Linked DNA regions of Bactrocera dorsalis: region 2 is linked to region 1. Evidence: chromatin contacts called from public Hi-C data. All regions are on one chromosome and are shown on one strand. The core of a region is the stretch at or near the end of the contact, and the rest is flanking DNA. Distances in the headings are between cores, read along the strand shown. Region 1 overlaps LOC105231011 (G protein-coupled receptor kinase 2). Region 2 holds the start of LOC105231012 (polyribonucleotide nucleotidyltransferase 1, mitochondrial).

The links. Hi-C and Micro-C count contacts between places; a contact is called where the count stands out from the background.
Region 2: a contact with region 1 is called in a Hi-C map of whole body, with 3 times the contacts expected there. The contact joins the promoter of LOC105231012 here to the enhancer-like site in region 1. A contact is called at or near these places in 2 of 2 Hi-C or Micro-C datasets (both in whole body).

The regions. Positions count from the first base shown.
Region 1 is chr2:23,466,230-23,473,267 of ASM2337382v1, reverse strand. All of the region lies in intron 2 of LOC105231011 (G protein-coupled receptor kinase 2), which reads left to right. Among protein-coding and RNA genes, the nearest start is that of LOC105231011, 49 kb to the left of the region's middle. Within about 2 kb of position 1,862, the one cell type or tissue checked has open chromatin away from gene starts, as enhancers often do.
Region 2 is chr2:23,516,167-23,523,260 of ASM2337382v1, reverse strand. It overlaps LOC105231012 (polyribonucleotide nucleotidyltransferase 1, mitochondrial), which reads right to left and starts at 3,715. Exons shown (of 7, transcript XM_011212085.4): 1 at 3,517-3,715; 2 at 3,029-3,448; 3 at 2,426-2,969; 4 at 2,243-2,370; 5 at 1,639-2,184; 6 at 1,221-1,578; 7 at 727-1,160. The coding sequence starts at 3,647. The coding sequence ends at 996. LOC105231011 (G protein-coupled receptor kinase 2) reads left to right here and starts at 4,326. Exons shown (of 13, transcript XR_007421778.1): 1 at 4,326-5,632. LOC105231013 (eIF-2-alpha kinase GCN2) reads left to right here. Exons shown (of 14, transcript XM_011212086.4): 12 at 1-58; 13 at 158-327; 14 at 399-938. The coding sequence ends at 525.

The sequences.
Region 1 (7,038 bases), core at 613-3,112:
AGTGCCAAGTCCAGACTATACGGAGGGTGACTTATCAAATCGATATTTTGAGTGTCCGCAATATAAAAGGTACACTATGTAAAGGGTTTCTAAGGCTTCGCAGTTTATTGTCTTATTCTATAACATCTCTGGAAAATTGTTCTAAATGCTTAAGTTGATCCGAGCAACAGTTTTGGAAATACAGTCTTGAAAAGTTGCGCGTTTAAGTTCAGCTATAAAGTTACTCGAAATTTTAAACGCGTTTTTCTCGAAACTGAGTTTTCAAAGTATGTTGTCAAGTCTTTTTGCCAACTACTTAACTGATCTTAATTGACTCCGGTCTTCGAGATATTTTTTGGAAGATCTTAAACGAAGAATATTATTACAAAAAATCGACAAATATTCACACAAATTTGCATTTGTCTTCTTTCAAAAAAATTGAAAAAAAATTTTCACCTTTTTTTTGTTTTTCCTTCGTTCAATACCTAGTTTGGAGTCTTACAAATCCGTATTTTTTCTTTTTACTTCGGTTGAGCCTGTAAGAAGCCCTGATGTCAACGTGGAGGTACATTTTTCCGAGGGACTGTCGAAATGAGGTCTCAATGATCGAATTTGGAAAAAGTTTTTTATTGGAAAAAAATATTATTGAAAATAAGTCGATGAAACCAATTAAATCCTCCAAGCTCTCAAAAAAAAAAACAAAATGGAAGTAACTGGTTGAAGTGAATCTCTATATTTATTTAGCTCAAATAAGACCGTGAAGAATCGATCCAGCGCCGTTTTCAGTAACTCGGACTGACGTATGGAACGACTTGGCACATTTTACGCCGAGATCTTAAATTGAAAGCGTAGAAGGTAAAGCTTGTGCAAGAACTGAAGTCGCTCGACCTCCCCAAGCGACGTCGCTTCGCTCTATGGGCGCTTGACAAGTTCCAAGAAGATCCGACATTTTCGAGCCAAATTTGCTCAGCTCAGATGAGGACCATTTCTATCTTCATAGGTATGTAGACTAGCAAAATGCCCGCATTTGGGGTAAAGAGCAACTTGAAGAGATTCAAGAGCTTCCATTTCATCCAGAGAAACGAACGATTGGGTGTGTTTTGTGGGCTGGTGAAATCATCGATCCATATTTCTTCAAAAATTATGCCGGTGATAATAAAGTCCAAATGGAGAAGCACCTGGCTTTGCTTGGAAGCTCCAATTGGCGCCACCTTGCGAAAAGAAAAATGACTGGCGTTGTTACTAACTCGACTATAAACACATAAACGTTGTCTACACCAGTAAAGAAAAAGAAGACTCTTGTTAAAAAAACGCTATAAGAGCTTAGGTTTTAAATCAGAATTTATCGCATGTTCAAGATGTTACAAAGTCTCGATCATTCAAATTTCCAAATAGTAATTCTGATCATTTATACATTTAGGGATGTCTATAAAACAAAAGTTAGTAGGTAAGAGAAAGTAGTAAGTAAGTAGGGGTTATTTTCTTTATTCGACTTCTGCAATCAAAGTGCGGTGAGGCCAGCACCTTAGAGTCACAAGGCGAAGTATATATCGTCTTTTGTCGCGAAAATTCGGCCTATCGCACAAAATAAAATATTATTGAATAGTCTTCCAATAAACAAGCAAATAATTCTCGTATTTTTCGTAATAATAATTATAATCACCAATATTTACATCTAGACAAGCATATTTTGTATGCACAAACAATTGCTCGTCTTGCCCAAGCACCAACAAGTACATAGTTAGATGGTAATAGTGATGACAATGCTGTCGTTGCCCAACCGAAGCAACGCGGCACTTCCATCGACTTCTCGAGGCATTGGCGTCACCGCAACACGCTTCACAGACCAACTGTTGTTGTTGTACACCGCTGTTTGTTTGCATATGTTTATTTGCATGGATGTGCAAGCGCTTCTATGGATGTATGTGTGTGTGTTTTGGGCTGTGCTGACGCGATAAGCGCGGGAATTGGCACGTCTGTTATTTTGTAGCTTGTTGTTTGCAAACAGTTATTGTTGTTGCTGCTGCTGTTACCTTAGCATGCTACCGTTTTTTTTCACTACTGCTGTTTCTTGTGTTTGTTGCTTTTGTTGCCTTAAGAAATTAGCATTCTCATACAGCTACACAATACATAGTTGCATTTGAGCGTTGTGTTCGCTCGCTGCCCAGCACGCTCCCAACTTTTTGCAATGTTTGCGCCTCTCATTGGGTAACAGTATCTAGCGAATAACATATAATTGCATATTCAAATACTCACAGTAATAATAAAAGCAAAGGCGCATAATTCGATGTCGGCGATTTGGTGATTGAAATTCGTGAATATGACCACTGAAGGGACAGCGCGCACATAAGGCGACACCACGGTGTTTTGCAAAATATTGATTTATTTCGATATTTGTTATCAAATTTGCTTAGTCATTATCTCATGTGATTAGTTGATTGATTTGTGAATGGTTGCTTAGTCACGGTAAAATATTCGTTATCAATTTCGAGCCCACTTCACTCTACTTGAGTTTCGGTTGTGAATCGCACCTTTCGAATGTGAAAGAGTTTATTATAAGTACATCGATCATTGTAATAGAAAATTCCATTTTGTGGTCCTCCTTCTCCCCTAGCACTTTTTCTCCTCTTCACTCTCTCTCGTCCTCCCTCACTTTCGTTCTACCTTTCTCTATCTCTATCTCTATCTCTCTCCCTCTCTCTATCTCTATCTTTCTCTCCATCTCTCTCCTGCTATCTCTACATCTTTTATTTCTCCCTCTATCTCTATCTATATCACTCTCCCTCTCTTTATCTCTCTCCCCCTCTCTTTCTTTCTCTCTGCTGCTATCTCTACACCTTTCGTTTTTTCTTTTTGTCTTTTTTATCTTAGTGTCTACTTATCATTATCTATCTATGCCCTACTCTACTTTTATCTTGCTATCTATTTTTTTGTCTCTGCGCCTCTCTCTCTATTTTTCTCTATCTTTATCTTTCTTTACCTTTCTGTGCCTTTCCTTATCTGTTCTTTCGTCCTTTCAAGAGCAAATCATCATGATAAAAATAAATCCATTATTTATGCATTAAGTTAAATTTATTTAGTGAGAATTATCAGATTTAAATGAAATGTGCACAATTATGACATATAACTTGATGGCATACAGTTTAATGCCATTCTCATAGAAGCATTCGTCCCTATTGACAAAAAACATATACGATTTTTTCACCACCAAAATCTTGCGCCTTAGCAAAATCACTTTATGCCAGGTCTAAATTCTATATGGATGCTTAAGAATCTCCTCGCCAAGCTCCCGGAGCTTCTGGTTAATCACTATCGACCTGTATTGCCTGTCATCTTGTAGATAAAACATAATTCCTCTTTCAGTAACCAAAACTGAGCACTTCTAGAAAATTTCTTCCTTCAGACGGTCCAATTATTGGCAGTACAGACTATTAGTTGGGCCGTAAAGGAGCTACTCATAGTAGATGGTTCTCTGTGAACCCCATCAAACATATAGTAAACCCTTCCATTTCCATTCTCCATTCTCACTTGCGCTTCGATCACGATCGTTTTAGCTTGACGTTGTCGTAAGTGATCCACTTCTCATCACCTGTAACCAACTTCTTCAGAAATCTATAAATTTTATTACGGATCATTTGCGAATCGCAACTGACAATTCAGGCTATGAGGGTTTTGCTTTAACTCGTTTGAAAACCATACGTCAAACTTCCTTTAATATCAAGGTTTATTGGTATGGTACAAAACGAACTTTTTTACTTTCGGCTAATTAACTGGGACTCAACGATTTCTATTATTGTATCAAGATTTTTGAAATCTGGTCTTCCAGAACGTCAAATGTATCGGATTCCTTCTGGATTCTTTCGGCGGGTTTTGTTTGATTCGATTCTAGGTGGCATTCTATATCACGAGAAAAAATATGTTTTTATTGTTCTCTACGTTTTCGAATATATTCCTCAAAAGAGATTTCTCTAGTGTAATGATGGAACATCTACCATTAAATGTATCACTCTATTTTCATTAATATGCCGACTTTCTGCAATTAAACTGCATTAACCGTTCGTAAGTGGTCTAGAATTTCTAAAATCCTCTATATTACCAGAAGATTTCCTTAATAGAACCAGTTTTTCGTATTTTATCCGTAAATTTTGGGAAAGTGACTTGGCCAAACAGCGCCTAATTGTAGGCAAGCTTTTAAAATCGCTATGCATATATGATTCGAAAGAAAAAATTATTGGCTACATTTAGGATGATATACTGTCTTAAAAAGGGTTTATTAGGAAATATCAAGGCCTGAAGTAGAGAGATGAACGCCCAAGAAAATACATTTTAGAACAAAAGCTCATTTTTAAACGCATCCAACGTTTTCATTTCAATTTTAATTAAATTTCTTTGTATGAAATTGCAGAAAATATTTACATTTGTGAAAGGAGTACCCACCATAAATCCCATAAATGCTCATAGACTCTGTCCAGCTACTCCATTTACCACACTTGAGGATGTCTTTTGTTGTGCACTCCAGCACTCGCCCAATCAAAGCTAACAAGTTCCGACCACTCCACAGCTATATGTCGAATAGGCACTACAACAACAAAGCACGAAAAAATTTCACTTCAAAATGTAAATTGCTTTTTTGCACACTCTTCAAACATTTCGTGTTTCTCACTTGAACATTTTGGTGCATTTTCGACCACTCACTCTCTCTCACCCTCGCTACCGCTTTCTCTCTAATTACACGTGAACGGCAGCAAAGTAATCAAGCCTAATGTGTAATTCTGGTAAATTTGATTCGACTTTTTTCTACTTACTGCCATTGCATTTAAACTTAACAAGCTCGCACTTGAAGTACCGTTTTTTCCAATTTTTTTATTCGAAAAAGAGAGAATTTTATTTTAAATGTGTAGGACGAATTGACGCTTGTACAAATTTCTGCAACAGAAAGCGAGGAAACGAAAAAGAGCAATGACTCTACGTACGGCTGTAACGGATGCCGAAGGAGTAGGGTGGGACGAAAGTGACGGCTAAAGTAGAGAATGCAGCGCGAGGTAGGGAGAGGTCCTTTCAAATGGTTATCAAAACGTATAACGGTAATTTTGTGCGGTTTCACGCAAATGCAAAGGGTGCGCCATATAGACACATACACACACGTATATACATAAGAGCCGACAACCAACCGGCAACTGCCGAGAGGTGAGTCAGTGAGTGAGCCTTGTTGAGGTCCTTTGAATACACAAAAGTATTTGCATACACACACATACATATATAATGTATTTATATTGCATTTGTGTTGGTAAAAGGGTGCAGTTCTCGTATTTGCCAGCCGGTCTTTGTGCAGTACAAAGTATTTCATGCAAAAACACAAAAAAAGCAACGAGTTTAAAATAGGTGAGGGCATTCGGTGTGGTCGGTTGCACCGTTACACAGGGTTGGACTGCGTCACTTAAGCTAGAAAATGCCTGGAACTTTTCTCAAGTTTTTTTTTGCTTTAAAGAGCGCTAGCCAAAATGACATGCTAATATGGAACCATAAATTATTTGCTTAAACATTGTGGAACGCTTTCTCTTTGCCTTTTCACTGTTTACTTTAAAGCTTAAACTTTTGTTCTAAAGCATTTAAAAATAATTTTATCATTCTTCATTTTTTTCCGAACCTCTATTCTACCAAGAACTGAAAATACTCGATACTTTTGAGATAAGTGGTCTTCAAAGTCTTTTAATGTCTTTTACAGGCCTTCGCTCTTCTTAAAATCATTGTTCACCTAGTTCTACTAAGAGAAAATTGCATAGAATCCAAATAGATCTCAAAACTTTGACCGAATCTTTGCTATTATTTCTTGTTAGAATTCTAAAAATCCACACCCTGAAAATACACCCTGAAAATATCACTAAGGATTACATTGAACTCTTGTAGTATTTTTAGATAGTGTGGTTTGTCTAATTTAGGAAGAAGAAAAATCTCTGAAAATACTTATAATTTTCCCAAAAGTCCCCCAGTTATACTTACAAGGCGTACTGCTCTCCGACCTCCAAACAGCATAAATCTCCGAACAGCTCTACATTTTATAACTTTGCAATTTAGGTTAGATTATGCTGACCGGCTGTCATGCCAAACATAGATCTACTGGTCCTTAGTAATGTCTAATGGAGCTTCGGCTTAATTTCATCTTAAGTACTAGTATTCGTCATACAGGTCGTCGACGCTTCTTAAGAACTCTAAAAACAACTTCATATCTAATTTTGCGACTTCATCTAGTCCCTTAAACTGCAAAGCTCTTAGATATCTTAGTCGAATTACAGATTAAGCTGGAGAGAAGCATGCGAGATGTTCCCGCATTTCTGTCATCCATACTTCCCGTTACTTGTAGCCATACGGATCGCTTGTGTTGCCAGTAGGTTGTGATCTTTCATTAGGCCAACAGCCGTGGGCTTGGAATCCAGTATATATGCAGATACTGTCTACTACTTTCCCTATTTCTGAGCATATTCGCTGACGTAATGTGATGCTAGATTATTGCCTTAATCGCCGTCTGACTATCGATGTACTCGTATATATTGATCTTTAGGCTACTCCCTACTTTTTGAGCTATCTCAGCCGCTTTTCTGACACCAAAGAGTTCCACCTGCAGTATTCCGCAAACTTGAAGGGTCGTCTGAGATCTAGCTCCAAGCAATTGATTCCGGCTCCCACTCCTTTACAGGTTAGAACTATATATAAAACTTATACGGGTTCATACAAATGATTTAGATCGTAGACCGAAAAAACTACGTTTTAGTGATCGAACATTACAATAATAGCCGAAGCGAAGTTCGAGAAAACAAAGTAATATATTCTTTTCATAAAATATATTTTAGCATCAAGAAATATCTGACGAAATCCACTCGAAGCCGGAACAAAACTTCTCAAATGTATATAGAGTTCCTCTGTTTACTATCCATTGGGTCGAAGACAATTATGAGTAAAGCTTTCATCTTGTTTTCTTTGCATGCCTAAACTCAGTGAAAAATGATTATATTATATAATTTTCACAAAACTGGCTTGCTATTCTACTCATATATCACAATT
Region 2 (7,094 bases), core at 2,466-4,965, 48 kb before region 1:
GGTGTTTGTGGTGCATGACAAGCTGACGGCCAACCTGCGGCGCCGCTACGAAAATCAGGTGCGCGACGGCAAAAAGTGGAAATTTCCAACATCTTTAAAATCTACAAATTTCTTATTTAATTATATTAAAAAAAAAAAACAAAAAAATCCCCAACAGGTTACGCAGCAGATGTCCGTCACGCTGTCGCAGTTCATGAAGAAGGAGAGCGTCATTGTGCTGGTGGTGGAGCTGCCGCCAGTCACCGTTAATGCCATAGTGGGCGCAATTAATCCGCGTGAAGCCGACAAAAAGGAGACTGAAGTTGAAATTAACAATGTGATAGAGCGGTAAATGCACCATTATACCCGTTATACGGAATTTTTTCAAATAATTGAATACAATTTTGTTTCGTTCACAGGTTTCCTAAGTTCAAACGGTATATAACCGAAATTACAGATGAAATTATTGACTACCTAACCGGCGACAAAGCAACCATAGTTGCCTTGTACACCATATCGGATTCGTATTATCGCATTATCATTTGATTAGCACTGACAACCAGGCCATCAGCGCCTTGTATTTGCACACTCAGTGCATTGACCCGCCACTTCCTTGTTTAAAAAAAAAAATTGAAAAAGTGATTGCAATTAAATTGTCTAACGTCTCCTCTATACAATGTGGTTCAAAATCTCAGATTTGCTTCGCTAAAGCATTTATTTAACACAATCTCTTCGTAGTCTCTTAAGTGTGTTTAGTCAATTTGCCAACAATGTATTTTTACAATCTTACCATCTATTTTATATTTTATTTAACTATTTTATGCTAATAATTTATGTTGTACATTTAATCCGCTCAGTTGTGTCATATACATTCATACATGTGTGTGTGGTCAGTGTTTGTAATAAAGTTTATAACTTGCATTTTTTTTAATATATGTACAAAAGCTGTTTGTTTTCTTCAAGTGGCAGTATTAAACTGCGAACAGTACCAAAACAAAATGATTCGGCGCCGTTCACTACGTCTCCTCCGTTGCCTTATTGTGACTGCGTGGTATGCTTGAGGCGGCGCCTTGCAGCACCTTGCGGGACAAACGCATGAAACCGGACACGGGATCGCGTCCGAAATACTTCACTTGTATTTCCTGGCCAACTTTCAGACCTAAGGCTGAGGGATGTGCAATCTGTAAGCAAAACCACGTTTACAAACACAAAGGCAGCTGTCAAGTAAACATTATAAGCACCTTTCTTTGGTCCAGCTGTGAGTTGTGCAGTAGCGCTGGCGGCATGCTGGGGTATAGTATCACCATGACGCCAGTGTCGCGTATTTCTGTGATTTTCGCCGCATAGACGCCGCCGAACTCCAAATCCGGTATGAGTTCCTTCACCAGCAGCGTATCAATATGCTCCTTTGCCTCGTCCATGGCCGCTTGTGAGGGCGCGAAAATGCTGTAGCTTGTCTCATCCTCTGCTGTGAGTGTTGCGCCCGTTTCGAGGTAGATGCGTTTGAGATTGATGCCACCGGGTCCAATCAGTTGACCGCGCTGGTGTGGTTCGATGGTTATGCGTTCAGTCACAGGCCAACACTCCTTTGGATACTTGCTGCAAAAGGGTAGAAATTTTAACTCAAAATATGCAGGAAAAGCAAAACGCGCATTTTACCGATGCTCCCTTATCACTTCGCCCATAATATCAAGTATACGCCCTTTGGCGTCAGTCGCTTTTTGTAATGCCTCCATTACAACTTTCAGCGGTATGCCGGGTATTTTCAAATCCGCCTGTATAGCGGTGAAGCCTTTGCGCGTGCCCGCCACCTTCATATCCATGTCGCCCATGTAGTCTTCAATGCCCAAAATGTCTGTTAAAATGCGATAATCCGACATGTGTTTAGTGTCGTTATTCTCGTATTTCGTTACCAAGCCAATGGCAACGCCGGCAGCTGGTGCGGTGACCGGCACGCCCGCGTCCATTAGTGCCATGGAACCGCCGCAAACCGATGCCATGGAACTGGAGCCGTTCGACTCCAACACTTCAGAGGTGAGACGTACGGTGAATGGATAATCGTGCGGCAATGTGGGTACAAGTCCGCGCTCCGCCAGTGAGCCATGACCGAGCTCACGACGTCCGATAGGACCGATGCGCCCAACTTCACCGGTAGCATAAGGCGGAAACTCGTAGTGCAACATGAAGTTTTTGGCCTTCAAGCCGCTAAAATTAGGAACAAATTAATATTGTGTTAAATTTATATTATAGTTTAATGGAAAACCTGTCCAAGGCTGCCGCAGCATCTAATTTCATGGCGCTTTCGTGCGAGTCTAAGGCAACAGTGCAAAAAACTTGTGTCTGTCCACGTTGGAACAGTGCCGAACCATGTAGCGGCTTGTAAAGATCCACCTGCAAAAGAGTGGAGGTGAGTTTGGCACAAGAGTTACTGGTGCATCTCTTTTACCTGGCAACTAATATTTCTCAGACTATCGTAGTCGCGTCCATCGCAGCGTTTGTTCTCCTCAAATATCAGATTTCGGAAAATGCTTTTACAGACTTTATTAAATTCTTCGCCAATTAGTGCTGGTTCGGTGTCTGGGTAAGAGGACCACACCTTGTCTATCACGTTTGTGCGCACTTCATTCACGGCATTATCACGAGATATTTTGTCGTGTGTTGCGTCCTGGAAGATCTCACGCAGTCGCATTTCACTCATGCTCTTCACAGCCTCAGATATTTCATTGTCTACTACAGGTGCTGCTTCAACGGCACGCTTTTTTCTACCATATGCTTTCTGCAAACGTTCAATATCGTTGATGATGAGTTGCGCCTCTCTGGTGCCTTGCTTTATGGCTTTGAGCAAATCTTGCATTAACACAATGTTGCCTTTGCCTTCAAGCATCACGACGAGATTTTGTTTCGTTGCGGACACCACCAAATCCAGTTGGGATGTTTGCAGTTCACGCCTTGTGGGATTGATTATAACTTCACCATCACAGAGTCCCACACTAATGAATAATTATTATATAAGTTCATAATTTTACTGCAATGCCCACAATTTACTTACCGTACTGCGCCGATTGGTCCATTCCAAGGTATGTCACTGAGACTTAAGGCAACTGAAGCGGAATTGATGGCTAGGACATCAGGTGAATATATCGCATCCATTGACAGCATATTGCATACAAGTTGCGTTTCAGTACGGAAATCTGCAGGGAAAAGTGGACGCAAGGAGCGATCTATGAGACGTGCGGAGAGTATCTCTTTCTCGGATGGACCCAATTCACGACGCATAAAATTCATGGGTATGCGTCCAGATGCAGCACTTTTCAACCGATAATCCACAACGAGCGGCATGAAACTTGCACCGGGCGCTTGTTTTGGTTTGGCTACCGCAGTTACCATAACGGCAGTATCGCCCATTTGACAAACAGCGGTACCATTGGCGAAACGCGCAAATTTGCCGGAACTTATAGTCATGTTACGCCTGTAAAAGGAATATTGTGCATATTACGTTAACTAAAACGTGTTTCAAATTTTGTCAGCTGCTTTTACCCATTTGAAAATTTTACTTCCACCGAAGGGCAGTCACTGGTTGCACTTTGTATGTAACGTACACCACTTGGAGTGCCATATCTCAGTTGTAGTTTTAGAAGTTTCAGACATCTTTGAGGAAATACCAGCATCCTTGCTAAAAAACCGCGGCAGTAAAAGAATCTGAGTGCACATATGTATGTATGTCACAGTGAAATCGAACAGCTGTTTTAGTTTTCAGTGGTAACTTGACTTAATTAAGGGAGGGGTCTCACGATTTTATAAGATATATATATGTACATATGCAAGAAATTTAAAGAAAAATGTGTATTTCGAATGCAATCGAACCACAAATTTTTCTTTCAATATGTAGAAGCATCAGGTAAAATGTGTTCTGTATTTAGATTTGAAGATAATTGGCGTTAACTTTTACTTTGCTTCCCTTCAAAACTTAGTTGGTCAATGTTTCCAGATGAGTTCAAAACTTTACCAACACTGCCAAAATAAAAAAGTTTTTTAGGGTTCGTGGATTTACTAAAACTGTTGCGGCCGCATATTGATAAAATAATAATTCAGTATAAAATATCTATACTCTTTCTGCTGCAAAACATATTCTAAGCTACGTTTGGTATAATATGAAATATTTGATTGCATTTTCAAATATTTTTCTTTCAACACCCACTTTTAGTACATACATCTCTGAACTATATCGATATTTAATCGGTAGAAGGTACGAACAGAGTCAAAAAGGCAAATGTAAACATTTTGACGTTTGACAGCTTTTCATTGACTGCCTTGCCTTTTCGGTTTCGCAGTTTTCAGTTTTTCGGTTATTCTGGTTATTCTTTAACGAGAAGCAGAAGTGATAGTGTCAATAGTGTCGTTTTCGGGTCTCGTGGAAATTCGTTGGGGAAAATTTGCTTAAAGAATATGTGGTGGTAATTGCACAAATAAATTTCGGTGTTATAATAAAAAGAAATCGCTTCTATATCACAACACTTTCGCAACTGGTGCAATAAATGTTGCGTAAAGTAAAATTGGAAATAAGTCTGTGTATGTGCGTGCGTACGTGTTTTGTATTGGCGGAATAAAAAACACATTAAAGGAAAGGCTAAAAAGTTAATGCAAACGCAAAGTGGTAGTGAAAAAGCCTAGTGCATAAAAAACGCCGACGTTGAAAACGAAGAAGAGTGGAAGAGAACAAGCAGAGAAAAGTTCAGTTTATTCTGTGTGTTGGCCAAAAGTAAAATTGCAACAGCAACAGCAACAGCAACGACGACGACGACGACGACGTTAGCATAAGCAGCAGCGACGGCGGCGACAAGCCCAAAAAGACAGTGTCAAAATTATGTGTGCGGCACAAATGATTTTTATTGAGGCCAACGCTATGAAATCGAAATGCTAAAATATCAATCAGTAGTTGTGAATTAAAAGCAAATAACAGATACGAGTACATATACTTGATGTGAATCATAAATGAAATTCTTTGATTAGAGTGATTTTTATGCGAAGTATTGTGTTTGAACGACCCATTTTGCTATAAGGCTTATCGCGTATGGAATTCAGCGCATATTTCACCGAGTTCTCGCAAAACCGCAATTTGAACAGTTTAACAAGCGTCAAGTGTTTGGTGCAGTCATTAAGATTGTTTGTATAAAATCGTGTCCGATTTTTGGCGACCGTATCTATTGCTAGATTTGTGGTAGTCATTCCTTGTATAATATACCACATAATTTGCAAAATCTGTTAGAAAATCAGAGCGCTAATGAGTGTGCAAAAAAATTAAACTCTCAACAATTATAAGCAGCGCTTTACACTTTTTGAATTATCGTAAGCCGCTAAAGTGCTAAACACAATAAAAAAGGTTTTAATGAAATAAATTATTTTTAAGCTTAAAAGTGTACATTCATATTGGCATATTTTATGTGAAAAGTAGTAAATTATCAAAATTATATTTCAGTGAAGTAATCAATTTACGACAGTTTGAACGTAAACTGCTTAATTACGAGTACCCTCATTAATATCAAGTGCATTTAATGAATTTATTAAAATATAATTAAAACTGTCAATTGGATTTCTTGCTTTTAGTGTTTTTAAAGAGCGGTAAATTTCAAAAAACTGAACATATTTCATAAAGGTGAGCCATAAAAATTTTACGATGTTTTTTATAGCTTCTTTGTTATTTACACTTTTTTCTTTTCGTTGACTTTACTCCTAGTCACATAGGAGGTCAGTACACCTGAGTTATACTTGATTTAATCTTAAAAATCTAATATTAGTGTTTATTTATATAAATTGCTGCTTGTGAACCACATATTATCACAGTTGCTGCATGGTTTTTCTGATAAGATCTTAACGAGGTAATGTCAAACTAGTTATCTGTGCATTGTACTCTTTCTTATTTTTTTTTTAATTGTGTGTTCGTTCACATCTGTGCTAACAGCGAGTTCATTATAAAAAGAAAACTATATTATCTTTTTACAACTAAACGTAATTTGTGATATTAGACGTAGCAAGGTAAAAACTGCTGGGAAATACAGAGTGAAATGAGTACAAAATTATTTTTTGTTTCTTGTAATTACTGTATAGTGGTTTCATTCACCAATAGAAAACTTTACATGACATTGTCAGTAGAAGTTATGAATATGAGCTTACCAATGTTCAAAAAGTTACTTTAAAGATTTTCGGTTTTAATTTAAAGCTGTTTTATACTTCTAAACTGCGATATCTCTCGCAATATATTTTTGAAAATACATATATTGTTAATCGACTACTGCTATAAAACTGTCGCAGCTGATAACTTTATTATAACCACATAAATGGCAAGTTGTAAAAACGCTCGTAACACGCCCACTGGCATTAAATTGTGTCGACATTTTCACATAATGCTGTCGTTATAAGATAGCAGTAGAACTTAGTTATTTCGGTAGGTTTGGAAAAGTAGTGCTCTCAATATAGAAAAAATGTCAGAGCTAAAATCGAAATTCTAAAAATAATAATAGTAGGCATATGATTATTAAAAGTGCATAATTTGTGTCCTAACCTACAAAGCAGGAATTGCAACCATTTTGTGTACGAAAATTTTATTAAGAAAGGAGACTACCATATATACTAAGGAACACATTCCTATTTTTGTTTTTAAACTCTACTTCATGTGTGCTATGTACATATGTATGTATATCAACCACACAAACGCCAACAACCACTTACCACTTTTGCTCCCTCATTATGGCGGCATTTTATTGTTGGTATATTTGTGACGTTGAAGTTATTATGTGCTGCTGTGTGTTGTGTTATTGTTGTTATTGTGTGTTATTACTTTTTATGGCTTTGTAGCCTCATTTGTGCTGTGTTTTGTTAGCAATCGCTCTCCTGCTATAAGTTTTGTTTTCATATAAACCAAGTGGGCTACGATGTTTTATCAATGGACAAACAGTTGTCAATAACCAGTGGTAATGCTAATTGGTGTGTGGAAATGTTCCTCCCTAAAAATACATGTATTCTTGTATGTGTATAATTGTATGTGCGAGTGTGCATATTTATTTACAACACCGTTTGCTTTGACGGTAAGTTGTCCACTTTAAATCCATCGGTCTAAT